2 separate regions of the Mus musculus genome follow, and region 1 is linked to region 2. A link is a contact called in public Hi-C data. All regions are on one chromosome and are shown on one strand. The core of a region is the stretch at or near the end of the contact, and the rest is flanking DNA. Distances in the headings are between cores, read along the strand shown.

What was found. A called contact is a pair of places that touch in the nucleus more often than the background predicts.
Region 1: a Hi-C map of the N1E-115 cell line shows a contact between it and region 2, with 2.9 times the contacts expected there. The contact joins two enhancer-like sites. A contact is called at or near these places in 1 of 39 promoter capture datasets (hippocampal neurons), 4 of 484 Hi-C or Micro-C datasets (the N1E-115 cell line, cerebral cortex, lens fibers and 1 more), 3 of 115 datasets of contacts at active chromatin or transcription factors (differentiating embryonic stem cells, embryonic basal ganglia and embryonic hindbrain) and 2 of 9 other capture datasets (adipose tissue and embryonic stem cells).

Annotation. Positions count from the first base shown.
Region 1 is chr11:84,722,949-84,725,883 of GRCm38.p6, forward strand. No RefSeq gene overlaps it. Among named protein-coding and RNA genes, the nearest start is that of 1700109G15Rik, 4.0 kb to the left of the region's middle. Within about 2 kb of position 1,298, at least 34 of the 459 cell types and tissues checked have an H3K27ac peak or open chromatin away from gene starts, as enhancers often do. A contact at or near this core is called in the N1E-115 cell line, where this site is marked.
Region 2 is chr11:84,289,459-84,292,158 of GRCm38.p6, forward strand. Acaca (acetyl-Coenzyme A carboxylase alpha) reads left to right here. Exons shown (of 54, transcript NM_133360.2): 28 at 830-853. Among named protein-coding and RNA genes, the nearest start is that of Acaca, 95 kb to the left of the region's middle. Within about 2 kb of position 1,448, at least 13 of the 459 cell types and tissues checked have an H3K27ac peak or open chromatin away from gene starts, as enhancers often do. A contact at or near this core is called in the N1E-115 cell line, where this site is marked.

The DNA of each region.
Region 1 (2,935 bases), core at 48-2,547, 430 kb after region 2:
TGAAAAATCAGCAAATAAAAAGTTACATTAACCCCACCCTGACCTCGCCAACATAATACACTGCAGGCTGATGCGCTGCCTTCGGAGGCTCACTGAGAACCTGTCAGTCTCCAATGTCCCGAGCACAGCCTGGGGAGTATTTACCGGATAATTAATATATTAAATGCATGAAAAATAGTTACACAGACTTACCCCCCCTCCCCACCCAGAGAAGGGGGCAGAATGCAAAAAAAAAAAAAAAAAAAAAAAGACAGATTCGGGCTGTATACCATCAATATAAAAGCATCCCCCGAATAGCCATCATAAAAACTGTTCATAATTTTATAGCTTCATTCCTGTTGGAGCACCATAAAGACAAGTCATATTTTTTACACTCAGGATGCCCCATAAAAAAAAAAAAAAAAAAAAAAAAGAATGGAGCAAGAAAACGAGAAGTTGGCAGGAGGTGTTTTCCCTCTCACCTGAGGGTGAGTGACAAGGAGGAGACCCCCGTGTCTGTCCTACGTGACCCCTTCCGGCCACCTTTTTCTTGGCCCAGCTGTGAATTCTGATGAGTCCATCAGAATAATTATTAATTGGATGATTTTACTACTTTGTATTTGGCCTCCCTCCCCCCCCCTTTTTTTTGCTGATTTCATATTTATCTTTTATGAGGATGGAGGTGGGGGTGGGGTATGGCTCTGTGTCCAGATCCTTCATTTCTTTCCCTTTCTTTGGGGAGGCTGGGATGTGAGAAGCAGCACCAGAACTCAGCTAATTCTGTTAGGGCCCCGGTGCAAAGCATCAGGGGCCCTGAGCAGGTCTTTTGTGGGAGATGTTAAGGCTCCAGACTAAGCGGTTGAAGATGAAGGAGAGTAGGCTATATCACCTGGCCCCTGATCGCCCGAGTTTAAGCTGGGGTAGGATGGGTGCCTGAGAGCCACTGCAGGTACAGGGTGTTCAGACCCAGCCCTGGCTAGTCCAGGACGTGAGCGGGACAGCTGGAGCACAAAGGGTGTCCCTTTCCTGCTTGGCCTTGAGTGTCTTCCAAAGACATAAATAGTAAGATGGCCCAATCCCTGCCATATACTCATCATGCACACCTTTCAGAGACCTGTCCTTTTCCCTCTGACCCCACCCAAGAGGAAGCTCTGATCAGCTTCCTGACCCTGAACCAGAGGAGGCAGTGAGAGCAGAAATCCCCCTCGGAGGGAAACCGTGGGTACCCAGCCACTCAAGGGAGCCGAGGCTACTCAGTCCCTTCGCCTCTGGTGAGGAGCTGCGGACGCATGGGGGAGACAGACACTCGCAGAGAGATGCGCAACCGAGCTCTGGCGACCGCCCCATCTGCCCTGCAAATTCAGGCTGCCTGAAGGACCAAACACAGAGAGAGGGAGTGGCTGTCCGAGCGAGCGTCCGTTGGCCATGGTACTGAAGTGGAGTTTTCCAGGCTCTTGGGGAAAAGTCGCTGGACAGTCCTGACTTGCCCAGCCTGGCACACCCAGCGTCCCTGGATTCTGCTCCGATGGACTTCAGCTGATGCCTTCATGGCTAAACTAAGAAGACAGAGCCTCAGGACCTCTTTCAGGGTTTCTGCATTTCTTGTACCTTTGCCTGCCCTGCCTTCCTGCAGAGGTAGCAGGTGTCCCCAGAAAGTCACCCTGTCTCCTTATGACAAAAAAGACCAGAAGAGGTATCCTCTGCTCATACAGGCTTTCTCGATGACAAAGGATCTGTCACCCCCTGCAATGTGTGGGTTCCCTGGGGGCATTCTGGTCTTCCCATTAGAGAAGTCTTCTTCATGACACCAAGCTACTTTCTACAGACAGAAATTTTCACAGAGAACCTTCTGTCCTCCATCCAGCTGGGATTTGATTATGCAAACCCTTCTCCATTATCTAGTGCTGCCCGAGAACACACTAGTGTTCCCCTACATCTCCTTTGCCAGACTGGGGTTTCCTCCAAGGCAGGGGCTCTGCTTCCCCAGTCAGAGAAGGCAGACATCCTTCATCTTGGTCAGAAACTGGGTTTTTCCCATCAGGCCCAACACTACCAGCCCCAGGGCCTGGGACTCTTTTATAAGTTCAGGGCCCTGGTTAAAGGTATTGTTGTGGTTTCTCCAGAAGATGGGAGCAGGCAGCAGGTAAAAAAAAAAACAAAAAACAAAACAAAAAAAAACACCAAACAAACAAACAATTCCTAAACAGGAGTGTGGGGCCTCTGGAAACTCCACAAAGCAGGCTTCCCTGAGGCAAGAGCTGTGTGTGCATCCTTTGTGTGTCCCTGAAGTCGGGAGTAGTGCTCAATTCCTGCTACGGTTGAGTCTGGCTACGCCATCTGTGAACTGGACAAAGGGGAGCAACATTATCAGCCCCTGCCCCCGAGTGCCAGCCACAGACCTTCATATCTACTATCTCACGGTCTCACCACCATCCTGCAAGGCAGATATCCTTATCCTCTCTCTGCACATGAGACTGGCCTGACACTCAGGTCTCCTGTTCCAACTCCCTCAGCCTGGTCCTGGTCTCTCCTGCCTCCTCACCCCTCTTGTCTAACTGTACCGATCCATTCCTATAAAAAGCAGCCACGTGGACCAACTCGGGTCACAATCACACGCTTCAATCAAAGAAACAGGGGCATGCCAGAGGAGGCTCTCCCCAATCTCGGATATTCAGCACCATGGACATAGGCAATCAGGATGCACCTATGGGAGCCTGCATACCCTTTCTACCCAGGTGGTAGTTCTGTGATTCTGTGTGCCTAAAAGGGGGGGGGGGAGACAGAAAAAGGGGGGGTCACTGAGGAAATCAGATTTGTTTATTACATTTTCTCTTGTGGTTTTGTTTTTGTTAAATGAAACGCTAAGCCCTCCTTTTCCCATTCCCAGTATATGACAGGGGTGAAAACATCGTGTGTGTGTGTGTGTGTGTGTGTGTGTGTGTGTGTGTGTGTGTGT
Region 2 (2,700 bases), core at 198-2,697:
GCTTCCTGAGTGCATACACCTCCACCACTGGGCTCAATCTTTCTTTCATGAGTTTGACACCTTCTTTATGAGGAAATTCTAAAACTAGTCAAAGTTAGGTACCATTTTATTAGTGAAAGGCCTAGAGTTTTCAAGCTAATAATAATTAAAACATTATCTTACACCATTTAATTAAAGAATATCAACTGTAACAAGGTTATACCAAACTACTAGTATAATGTAGATTCCTTAGGATTTTCAGGGCCCTTAAGCTCTTGTGCCCTAGGATATGTGCTGCCTTTCAGAGAGGAAAAGTGGGGCTAAATTTCAGGGTACCTGTATCACTGGATTCATTTCCTTATTTTTATTACATATTCCAGAAAAACAATAAGGCAGGAGGAGCTATGGAACCAACTTCTGATTTGTAATAGGAGCAAGGAATACTGTAGACATTTTGTGTCAGGGGTCATATTTCATGTTTCAGATTAAAGATAATGTGCCATATACTAAAGCTTGACTTTTTAACCAGTCTGTGTTTTACCCCTACTCCACATTATTATTATTATTATTATTATTATTATTATTATTTTGTAATGAGACTTACGTTTAAAAAATCCCTGGTGATACATCTGGACCCTTTCCTCAACAGCCGCTGTGGTGAGGTAGGTCAGGAAGAAGCCTCTTTGGAGGTACCCTGGGGGTTGAAGGGTAATGAGCACTTAATTATGTCTGCTGGTGCCAGAGCTGCAAAACTGGAGCTCCTGGTGACTGGTCTGTATCTACTCTGACAATTCTTTTATTATGGCTTTCACTAACCTATCAGTAACTAACTGTGGTTGTTTAATTACAGAGGGAACATCCCCACGCTAAACAGGTACCGTATATTTAGTTTCTTTTCCAATTAAAAGCACATCCTCTCCCCTCCCCCCCCAAAAAAAAACAACTTAGCATAGTGAAACATGGAAAAATATCATACTACAGTCAACGAGGAAATCCTCAGCTTCCCCTTGGACATACTGACTTACCCTTTCTGTTCAGAAAACATGTCTTCAGCTGTTCCAAAAGTACGTGAAAAGTGTCAGTATGGCAGAGACCCCATTGAGCTCTGCGTGAGAGGGAGTGTGTTGACAGGCTATGTTCAGCGTTGCTGGCAACATCTTTCCGAGTTCTCATTACATTTGGGGCTTTCAGAGGAGAAACCCTTAAGATTATTCTTAGCCTGGCAAAACATTCACAGTATTAGTTGCTCTAATTTGCTTCTCCTTTTAGAGGAGTAAATTCCAGAAATAGCTGATCTCATGTTTCATCATTTTGTTAACTGTTTTAAATTTAAAAGTGTTAAAGTGTTCCCATGATTTAAAAGTCATTTTATTTTATACCTGTAAGATTAGTGTTGGAAAGGTGTATTAAGTTTTGTTACTTTGAGCTGTGTGAAGAAGTTCCCAAGCCAATACAGTGCGAGGGGCATTTCAGTGTGTGTTTTGCGTTTCTTCTGCTTCCTCAGCCAAGCAAGGTCACATGCAAGTTTGAGAGGACAGCAGTTTTGATTGGACAGAATCCAGAAAGTGTTAGGGCAGTGACAAGTTGGTGGCAAACTCTCTGTAGAAGTGACAATATTTATAGGCTTACATATTTTCTCTCCTTTTAAAATACTAGTAACTAAAACAAATTATAGCCGTATAGCTCTATTAAAATGTGGAGAGAAGGGGGGGAGAGAAAGAAGGAGAGAGAGAGGTGGGGGGAGGGAAGAGGAAGAGGAAGAGGAAGAGGAAAAGTATTTCTGCGCCCGCCTTGGTCTTCCCTCAGAGGGATGCTTGGTTCAGATCTGCCAACCTTAACTGTTCTGGCCCATGAGCATAGAGATAGAGGGGAAACTGAATCTTGTATATATTTCCCATGGGGTTCTGTCAAGTGAAAAATATATTTAACCCCGTGTTTGCCACAATCATATTCTGTTAGCTTATTTAGAAGGAGTTCCTTCAAATATTATCTGGAACCCATTGCCTCTTTCCTGTCTAATAATAGGCAGATGGAAAAGGTGCCTCACAAACTTGCTCATTGCATAAATATACTTGGTGATCCTAGAAGTCAGGATAATAGCATTTCTGAGTTAACACAGCTCAGAATCCCTGTTTCTAGTGAGCACCATGTGTAAGACTTGCTTGAAATGTGCTTCATTTGTTTCATCCATGGTATCAATGGTTTCCTCTCTCATTCTGCCTCCTGTTTTCCAATACTATTAAATGATGAACTTCCTGTCCTATTGTCCTCATTACCAAGAGTAAAACCCTGGAGTGTCAGTCTCTTTAGTCTGTGTGAGCAGTATCCTCACCTTGCAAAGCATCCTTGTATAAACAGGACTTGCAGTGAGCCTCAGATCTCAAGCTCACGTTGCTCTCTTCCTCCTGCAACATTGCAGGTGGTGTTCTTCAGCGAGAGTTTTGAATAGTTTTCCAAAGAGCAGGTCTCATCATCTCACTCTGAATTTGCTTCAGGTCAATATGCCAGTAATGTGTCAGACAAATCCTGGAGGCATCCTTTAGCTTGGTCCTTCCTAGCAGGCTCTCCTGATTGGTCCTTCAGAAATACCTTGTGATATTATTTATGAGTACATTCTGCTGAGATGCATCAAAGAATATTCATATTCATTATGGAGTTAGATTGAACAAATCAATTCAGTTCTCTTGAAGCATCTCCATTTAGCAACTGATTGTCATGCTT